3 separate regions of the Sus scrofa genome follow, and all the other regions are linked to region 3. The links are chromatin contacts, called in public Hi-C and promoter capture Hi-C maps. All regions are on one chromosome and are shown on one strand. The core of a region is the stretch at or near the end of the contact, and the rest is flanking DNA. Distances in the headings are between cores, read along the strand shown.

Region 1 (3,325 bases), core at 562-3,061, 370 kb after region 3:
AAAGGAGATGCTGTTGTGACCATCTTCAGAAACATCATCTTACATTGCATTGCTTTCTCTATCATAACAAGGAATTGTATACTTTCACATTTTGCCTTTAATCTTATCAAGGTGGACGAAGGTAGGTCTTAATGTGACCTTTTAAAAGCCTTGGAGTTCCCGTCGTGGCTCAGCAGTAATGAACACAACTCATTGCCATGAGGACCCAGGTTCAATCCCTGGCCTCGCTCAATGGGTTGAGGATCCAGTGTTGCCATGAGCTGTGGTGTAGGTCACAGAGGTGGCTCAGATCTGGCATTGCTGTGGCTCTGGCACAGGCCGACGGTTACAGCTCTGATTCAACCCCCTAGCCTGGGAACTTTCATATACCACAGGTGCGGCCCTAAAAAGAAAAAAGAAAAAAAATTAGAGCCTTAAAAGGATCATCATGCCTTGATTCTGAATGGGAAGATGATCTCTCCATGAATTCCTAAGAAGAAACAAGAGACTATGGGGCTCCTAATGTAGTAATGACACTTGAGAGGATATATTAGGATGAGCCTCGTTTGCCAAAAAAACTAAAATCCAAGTTAAAGTCTTGTTCTACTTTCTGAGAATGGCCCTCGAATTACAGTTATTACTCTTGGGGGTCAGACAATCCCCTGTACTTTGATTTTCACCCTTTAAAACCAGGATTGTTGGAAACAGATTGATGACAGGATGTTTGTGAGGGCCAGAATGTGAGTCTTTCAGAATACTGTAATGTATCAGACACCTGTTGAGGGTATATAAATTTAACCTTGGGAACCACATCTCAGGCCAAACAAGATCCACCATAAGAGTGGAGATACATCAAAATAACTTCCTTGCCTTGGCCAGACAGTTAATCCATCAACATATGTACACAGCTTTGGTTTGGAAAGTATTTTCAAGCCCACTGTCTTATTTTCTTCTCACTATAAATAGTGAGCCCGCCTGTAGGTTGAATCTTGAGCCTGTGGGCCAGTTCAGTCAGGTCCCAGTATCAGTTACCACAGCGAGATGGGGCCTGGCTCCTTGTCCTAAAAAGAAGGTTGGGGAGTTCCTGTTGTGACACAGTGGAATTAAATCCACATCATGAGGATGTGGGTTCAATCCCTGGCCTCGCTCAGTGGGTCGGCGATTCTGCATTGCTGTGGCTGTGGTGTAGACTGGCAGCTGTAGCCCCAATTTGACCCCTAACCAGGGAATTTCCATATGCCCCATGGATGTGGCCCTAAAAAGAAAAAAAAAAAAAAAAGATATTGGGTGGGCGGCATTCCTATACCTGAATCTAAACTTTCCTTCCAAAGAAGGCCAAAAGGTTAGGTGGCCCTGCCTTAGCACCACGTCCACGATTTTACCCGTATACTGGCCTGAAGTGGTCTCTTGGGATCTTCGTCTCCATCACTCTCAACGTCCCTGATTTTCCCCTCACAGCAAAAAAAGCTTTGTGAGCCTTTGTACCCCAAACACTCGGCCTCTCACTTGGCCAAAGGGTCAGCTGAGGTCAGGGCTCTTCCTCTCGCCCATCGGTTCCAGTTGTCTTCACACTCCTGCAGGTTCCCATTTCGGTTCAGCCCCAGCCCTTCCTCTGTTCTCTCCCAGTCGCCCCAGTGCCAGCCCCCATCGCACCCCCACCCCTGCTCCCTCCCTTCCGCTCGCCCCCCTACTCTCCCATCGGCGCCCGGGCTTTGTTGCCCGGGCTTGTTTCTAACTCAAGAGCGTCGGCCGGCTGGGCGCCAGGTCACGTGCGTTAGTGACAACCTCTCGCAGGGCGGCCCCGGGGCCCCAGCGCCGCCGATTGGTGGGCCGGGGCTGGCGCGGCCCCGGGGCGGGGCGGCCGGGCGGGCGCAGCGGCTGATCAGCTGTTCCGAGGCTGCACAACAACAAAAGGAGCGAGACGGGCCGGCGGCGGCCAGCGGTGTGGCCACAGGAAGGCTGGACCGGCCCCGAGCCCCGCGCCCGTCGTCCGGGAGCCGCAGCTACCTCAGCCGCCCCGAACCGCCAGCGCGCCGGTCCCCGCCGAGCCCCGCCAAGCCGGGTGCCCGCTGCCTTCGCCGCCGTCCCGCCGCAGGTCGGGCCCAAGTAAGTGCGGGCGGGGCCGGCGTCCAGGGCCGCCTGCTCCCCGCCGCCCCGCTGCGCTGCCTGGTCCGCGCGCCCTGCCCTCGGGCCGGCTCGCGAGCAGCCGTCGGTGCGCTCCCGGCCTTCGCTGCCTCTGCAGCCTCCGCGGGCTGGACGCCCACCCCCTCGGTGGACCCTCGGCGGACCTGGGGTGCGGGAGGAGGCGGCCGTGCGGACATGGACCGGCCAAGCCCGGGCGTGGGGCGGCGGTTGGGTGTTTGGTTTCTGCCTCCTCCCCCGAGCGTGGCCTGTTTTCTTGGCCTCGGCGGGACCTCCTCTCTCCTCCTCCTCCTCCTCCTTACTCCCTTCCACATCTCCTCCTCCTCCTCCTGCCCTCCGCTGTCGGACGGGGGCTGTCCGCTTGGGACTCGGCTTCGGAGCCCCGGGGTCCGGAGGAGCGAACGCGGCCGCCGCCCGGGGACGTAGCTCTCCAGTTCCGCGGCGCTGCGGCCGCCGCCCCGCCAGCAACCCTCCCAGCGCTGGGTCGCGCTCGGTAGTGCAGCGGCTCCGGGAATCTTACCTGGAGACCTTAGGGTCCTCCTGTCCTTTGCGTGTCCCTTGACCCTGCCTGACCTTACACATCACCTTTTGAGGTTGCACCTGTGGAAAGAGTTTACTTGCCCATCAGAATTAAAATCCTCATCGTTTTGATCACTCCCGCTGATTGAGTGCTTATTATGTGCCATATACTGTGAAGGGCTTAACCTGCCTTATCCCAATTGATTGCCACAGTAATCCTATGAAGTAGGCTATATTATCTTATGGATAGGAAATTTGAGGCCCCAGAGAGATTAAGTAACCTACTCAAGGCCACACAGCCAGTTAAAAGGACATGGTGTTTCTTTTTAGTAGTTGCAGATGAATTTTATGTGGGGATTCCTTATTTTTATTGTATTTCCTAATTACATCTGCTCATTATCTTCTGAGTTAATTCCAATTTAGAGTAGATAGGGACACCCCCCCCCCACGCCACTTCCATCATTCAGAAAAGAGCCTTTTCTGAATACAAAGTAGTTTGGGGAAAGGGGAATGGAAAGTGAACAGTTAATAATCAGGTGCCCCAAGATCTTCAAATCACTTGTTTGCTAAGTGAAATGTATTTTTTCATTGCAAATGTGAAAATTCCTGGGAAGCGTTTGGTTTTAAATCACAGCCACTATAATCCTGAACCAGCAGCATAATTGTCTAAGACTCCTGCTTGGAA
Region 2 (3,375 bases), core at 690-3,189, 510 kb after region 3:
ACTTATGGTTACCAAAGGGGAAAGGGGGGGATAAGTCAGGAATTCAGAATTAACAGACACACACTACTATATATAAAGTAGATAAACAAGGGGCTACTATGTAGCACAGGGAACTATTATATTCAATATCTTGCAATAACCTATAATGGAAAAGAATCTGAAAAAGAATATATATGTACAAATAAATCACTTTACTGTATACCTGAAACACTGTAAATCAACTACACTTCAATTTAAAAAAACACAAACATTGTGCAGCTACGACATCTAAGGATTATGGTTTATAAGAAGGGTGCCTGGGGATTCAAGTGAAACATCAGGAACGGTGTAAGGAGGAAAGGTAACAGATCCCTGCAGAATAAAGCACTTTTAAGGAAGACGACAATGGCTATAGATTTCCAGTTCAACAAATAACCAATGTCAATTAAAGGAAAGAGATGCCATTGTTAGAACTGTTAACTAATTAGTGAGACCTGCCTCAAGTTACCTCTACAAACCCATTTATCTCCATGCAAAATAGAGGATAACACCACCTACCTCACAGGATAACACCTGGCTCAGTGGCTAATGACCTGACTAGCATCCATGAGGACACGGTTCAATCCCTGGCCTTGCTCAGTGGGTTAAGGATCAGACGTTGCCCTGAGCTGTGGTGTAGATGGCAGACTTGGTTCAGATCCTGCATTGCTGTGGCATAGGCCAGCAGCTGGAACTCCGATTTGACCCTTAGCCTGGGAACCTCCATATGCTGCGGGTATGGCCCTAAAAAGACAAAAGACAGAAAAAAAGAAATAACATATGTGAAGCATTAAGACTAATGCCTGACATCCAGAAACACTCAACAAACGTTAGTCAAAAGCAACCAATTCAAAGAACACAATATAATATAGGCGGTAAAACTGCCCAAGTGAAGTACAGTAGTCTCCACCAGTTAAGACCAGGCTATTAGACTGAACAAGCCACATCTGAATTCAAATTTCATCAGCAAAATATCATCCAGGAGCTTACCTTCTCATGCTGGTACCTCTTTCCAGAAATGCCTGGCGTTTTCCACCTTCCCTAACAGCACTCATTAACTGGGATATTAATCATGATCATCATTATACAATAACCATCTTGTAAAGTAAAGCAGTTCCTGCTTTCAAAGATTTCTTCGTTTTTGATTCAGAGACCAAATTTGAAATACATATATACACATGTAATATAAATTATATATTAATTATATTTAACATAAATTATATATTAATAATAGTTAACTATATATCCTGGCATCAGGGTCTGACCCAAAATAGCTGATTTCTCTCCATCTCCCCAAATTGTCCCGGGTTCTGTCAAGAGCCAGCCTTCCTAACCCAAGTAACTTTCACTATACCATCTGGCAGGTGACTTAAAAAAAAAAAACCCAAACAGTAAAAGGGGATGCGGAAGGGCCTTTGGGTTGCCCTTTTCATTGGCCTCCCACTTCGATGCCCCCGCACTAGAATGTTTAATGCTTAGCTAAGCGGGCCGCGCCAAAGCTCCGCTCTGGTCCCCGCCTCCCGGGTCACAGGTTCGTGGCCGAGAAGGCGCGGGGTGGTGAGAGCCGCACGGACAGCGCCGGTGGCCGGGTCTCGCTCCCTTCGGGCTGCCGGCGCCGCGCTTACCCGGGCAGGGCTTGCGCAGATGTTTCTCCAGCAGCGACTCCTCCAGCAAGAACTCGAACCAGCACGTTTGCGGCGGGGTGCAGGGCCGGCTGGAGGTGGCCGCCTCCCGGTCCGCCGCCTCCGCGCTCATCCTGCCCCCGCCGCCGCTACCCCCAGGGACGCTTCCTGGCTCCAACCTGACACTCGGACGCGGGCCCGGGCCTGTGATCTGCGGAACCGCGGGGTGTGAGGAACACTCGGAACTTCCCAGAAACCCACACAATCCAAAATGGCGGCACAGCCCAGCCGTAGCTGGGACTCCGGGATCCGCCTTCCGGCGCCACAGCCGCGCCTCCAGGCCAATCCTTGTTCGAGTTGAAGAAAGAGGGCGGTACCTGTCCCCAGACCACGCCTCCTTCCGGTTGCTATGGGAGATGGTTTGAGAATAAGTTGGGTCGCAGGTTGGGTTTTCCCGGTACCCTGGGAGATTCTCAGCGAGAGAAACGAACAGCCTTATTAATAGGCCTCTCAGCGTCTGAGGAAAAGGCAGTGAGCACTGCAGGTTGAAACTGTGATCTATGCAAAGTTTGTTTTCGGTGCTTTCAATTTTCCCATTTCCATTGCTAAGATTTCCTCCCACTTAGGTCCTCTCAACAGATGTGCCCTATTGGTCTTGGCCAACAGCGTTCCCACCCCCTTTCTCGGACAGCTGACGGACCCCCGAGATCCAGCTTTTCTGCTGTTTCTCAGGACTAGCACTCAATATTTAACGCCTAATTTTCTTGATATCTCAGCTAGAGATATTGTTTTAACCCCATTTTTCATATACCCCCATTCTGTAATGCGCTTTTTATTAACAAAGGTTTTTTTTAAAAAGTGAATTCATAGACTATATACACGATCTATATTAGTGCAAATTATAGCCTCTCGGAACCTTAATTATAATAGTGCCTAATCTTAGGGTTGAGAAAAGAATTTAAGGAAGAACTTGATAATACAGGTAATCTTTTTAAACAAGGCCTCATGTCTAGAAACATGGGCAGATGTTAGCTAATATATAGTGCTTTTTTCATATACATGATTCTTGTTTTCTCCTGTAAACAACCTCATAATACGTCTTTTAACCAGTGAAGACACTAAGGTTCCAGGTTCGATCATTTGTCCAAAGTTTCCCAACAAACAAGGGACTAAGTTGAGCCTTTGATGGTCTTTCCACTGCACTTACTCAGGCCGATAACACTGGATAGAGAAGATAAGTTCAATGGCTTCCAGAATGAAAAAGTAAAGCTTTGAAGTTCTAGGAAAAATAAGTGGAAGTAGCTCCTCCATAAGTGGAAGTAGATCAGTGCTTCAATGGCAACCATTGTCTTATTCTCTTCCTGCACAATACTCTTTCTAGAGTTTGCCCTGCCTCTTTCATTCTGATGTTCCCCAGAGTCCTGTTCTCAGTCCTTTTCTCACTGTAAAAACCATCCTTGGGTCACTCTTCTGACTCATGAAACTCTGTCCTAGACTCTAAAGAACACAGTTTGGAAACCATGTATTAGACTAGTAAAATCATGAGGACCTAAATTAATAAAACATCAACAGGAAGATTACATAGTTACTTTCATGGAAAATTTGGCTTGTTTTATACACCCACTAGTTGGGCATAAAAAGCTTAAGGGAAAATGAATGGCTCTTATGTTTCTAACGCCAGTGACAGGGTGAATGGTCTATGTCTCCATCGTCTGTCAGTACAGGGAAGAGCTAG
Region 3 (3,135 bases), core at 45-2,544:
TATTTTTTAATTTAATTTTAGTAATGGTTGCATTTAACAACTGGCTCCCAAAACACCCAAAACTTCAGAGGTGGGCTCTAGTGAGCAGGCACATTCACTCCATCACACCACTTCAGGGACATTAAAGTTATTCTGAACAAACAGCAAACCAAATAAATGAGGCTATTAATTCATTCGGATCAAACTATAGCCAGTTTCCAAGGTTGTCAACCTCTGTATTATCCCACATTAGAAACACTCAAAGTTCAAGTTTCAGTGCGCATAATATTGTAGGAGTAGGATTAACTGACAATATCTTGCATTTGTATCATGAATTACACTTTTCAAAGTACTGCTTTTAAGGCAGGGACAGTCTGGGAGCTCTTTGGCTAAGAGAGAGCGGGAGGGGTGGAGCCAGCAGCCAGGAGCCAGGCAAGGAAACCTGAAGGCTGGGCGTTGGGGGGCACTGAGGTTCCCGGTTCCCTCCTGGAAACGGTTCCATCACTCTGCCGGCAGGTGTACCAGGCTTTTCGCCCTCTGTCCTGTTTTCTGACTCTAACTTTAGCGATTTTACTAGAATTCAGTTTTTTTTCTGATGGGGAATCAAAGGGTTGGAAGGGACACGCTCAAAGAGCCTTTCAAAAAACTACAATTATTAGTCCCAAAACATTCAAACATGCTGTTATCTGACAGAACAGCATTGTTATGTCTTACTCGCGAACCAAACATACCTGTTACTGCAGCAGACACTTGCGTGTAGATTCTACATAGATCACTGCTGAAATTAACACCAGCAGTAGTCGTGGCCGAGTGGTTAAGGCGATGGACTAGAAATCCATTGGGGTCTCCCCGCGCAGGTTCGAATCCTGCCGACTACGGGCAGGTACACTTTTGCTATGAACATGGCCTTCCTTTTGCAGGCTTCTCCACAGACTATTTGAACTATTTATGAACGTTTAGGATAGGAGGGGGACCCCCAATGGGGCCAGAAGAAGAGCAGATGAAAGAGTCAGGGAGTCGTGTGACTGTTGTTACAACCTGAGTCCAGGAGAGGGAGATGGAACAAAACACTCCAGACATCCTGGAACAAAGACAAGCGAGGCAGCGCCAGGTTACGCAGAAAGGAACAGCTCCGACCACCAGCTCCACCAGAAAGCCTGCGCCACGGGGCCTCCGGAACCCAACTAGACCTTCCACGACAGCGCTCTTGCGCTGCGGCCTCGCCGGGACCCGGGCGGCCCTGGGACAGCGCACGCATGCGCGAGGACGGCGAGCGCGCGCAGCGTGTCCTCGCGTTGCCCCTGGAAACCACGCAGTACTATAGCAACTGCAGAGGCGGAGGGCTGTGACAATTCAAGATGGCGAAGGACCTGGACGAGCTCTTGGATGAGGTCGAGTCCAAGTTCTGCGGATCAGACCCCCTGAGACTGGGCATTGTCGAGCGGCCCAGAGGCTGCGGCGGCGGTGTCCTCAGCAACGACCGGAGCCGAGCCGAGGAGAAAGAGACTCTCAGGTTAACGGGCGGGAGGGGTGGGCTGCTCTGGTAAAGCCTGCTCCAGGCCCTAAAGCCACCCCTCCGCCGCCGGACCCTAAGGAACGCACCCCCTCGCCCGAGACTGCCGGCTCCTCTCCCTGTTAGGGACCAGACCCTTGATTGCCCGCTCCCAGGGCCGCACACACTCTAACTTCTTGTCCTCGAGGATCCTGTCATCTCTTCCCAAGGCCCGACTCCGCCCCTGAGCAAACCCCGACACCTGGCCCCGGCCATGCCTCGTCTCTGAGAGCCCAAGGCTTCACCCGGTTTCTGTCACCCAGATAAATCCCAGGGGGTTCCGATGGGGTACAGGTGGTGCAGCCTAGGCGCCCTTTCTTGAGCGCCGAGGGGTCACGGTGACCCGGCCTCCGTTTGCCTGAGCTGTTGTCATCCTCTTTTGAGGCGCCACCTCAAAGGAGAACCTCATCATCTTGCCTCTGACCCTGTACCTCAGGCAAGCAATCATTGGGCTGATTGTTGGGGAAAAAAAAAAATGCTTCCATTCTGTTCCATCATCAGTTGATTTCTTTTAACTCAGAGAATTAGATGAGATTAGATATATGATAAAAGGGTTTAATTATTGGTAATTGGTACTGTCTTTATTAATCCTAACCACCTTCCTTCTACCCACGGCCCCAGCTCAGAGTACCAGAGGATCTGAGGCATCCAAATTGAAATTTGGAGAATTTCCTTAAGTCTTCGGTTTTGATAAAAAAAAAAAAATCTTTCGGATTTGTCAGTCATTTTTCTTTAGTGTAATTATAAAATAATAGGACTGTCTTCTTTATCTCATTTCCCCCTCAACCCCAAAAAACCAAAAGTTTTGCCAGAACAAGTATTGTCCTTCAAAGTGATGGCTTGGGAGCAGTACCTCTTGCTTGAATCTCTTGGAAACACTTGTGGAATTACACAGAGACAGCTTTGGAACAGCCCAAGAAAGTCATTCTTTTTCATTTATGGCTGTATTCCTGGGTTTGGTTTTGTTTTTGTGTGCCTGTGTGTAATTTCCCAGATGTATTACCCAACACCATTGGCTGCACAGTTTACCAGATTTACTTCTCATGACATTTGTTTGTTTATAAAAATTCACCCTCAGAAGATAAAAACATTGGAAAGAGTCTAAAGTTCAGAAACAGAAGTTCTGAAAATTAGTCAAGTACTGGGCAGCACTCTAAAAAATAAATGTAGAACCAGCTAAAAGCTAGACTGCTTTGAATGGGCCCATTTGACTTTGTGTACAAAGATGACTCGTTAATTTGAATATCATTATCTTGAGCGCTAGACATCCTTATGGGCTCATTCCCAGCACATCTGCCATCCTGATCCCGCATTACCTACCAATTTCTTTGTACTTTTTATTCATTGCTTTGGGGAAATGGAGAGACTTTCTCAAACAGCCTTCCGGAGCCTATTCATCGGAGGAGAACTGGCGCAGAGGGGTAGAATATCTTGGAGCAGCCTGCTCAGAATGGGAAGGGTTACTAAAGTGCACATATTCTCCGTTTACATGTTGTTTTATGCCTCTCTGTAGCCTGTTGTTATACTGTGAAAATACATCCATAAAGCTTCTAGCACCCCATCCCACCTTACTACATCAGATTTTTTTCATAATAAATTTATAA

Evidence for each region. Promoter capture Hi-C pulls out the DNA fragments that hold promoters and counts their contacts. A called contact is a pair of places that touch in the nucleus more often than the background predicts.
Region 1: a contact with region 3 is called in a promoter capture Hi-C map of liver, with 2.4 times the contacts expected there. The contact joins the promoter of TP53INP1 here to the promoter of C4H8orf37 in region 3. A contact is called at or near these places in 1 of 5 promoter capture datasets (liver), 5 of 47 Hi-C or Micro-C datasets (brain, embryonic fibroblasts, heart right ventricle and 2 more) and 1 of 2 datasets of contacts at active chromatin or transcription factors (alveolar macrophages).
Region 2: a Hi-C map of epiblast stem cells shows a contact between it and region 3, with 2.5 times the contacts expected there. The contact joins the promoter of INTS8 here to the promoter of C4H8orf37 in region 3. A contact is called at or near these places in 2 of 5 promoter capture datasets (fetal liver and liver), 8 of 47 Hi-C or Micro-C datasets (embryonic fibroblasts, epiblast stem cells, fetal heart ventricle and 4 more) and 2 of 2 datasets of contacts at active chromatin or transcription factors (alveolar macrophages and skeletal muscle).

The regions. Positions count from the first base shown.
Region 1 is chr4:41,745,843-41,749,167 of Sscrofa11.1, forward strand. TP53INP1 (tumor protein p53-inducible nuclear protein 1) reads left to right here and starts at 1,812. Exons shown (of 4, transcript XM_001925224.6): 1 at 1,812-2,085.
Region 2 is chr4:41,876,918-41,880,292 of Sscrofa11.1, forward strand. It overlaps INTS8 (integrator complex subunit 8), which reads right to left and starts at 1,940. Exons shown (of 28, transcript XM_003125559.5): 1 at 1,644-1,940. The coding sequence starts at 1,773.
Region 3 is chr4:41,372,431-41,375,565 of Sscrofa11.1, forward strand. It overlaps C4H8orf37 (protein C8orf37 homolog), which reads left to right and starts at 1,295. Exons shown (of 6, transcript XM_001924281.4): 1 at 1,295-1,492. The coding sequence starts at 1,338. It overlaps TRNAS-AGA (a tRNA gene), which reads left to right and starts at 776; the gene lies at 776-857.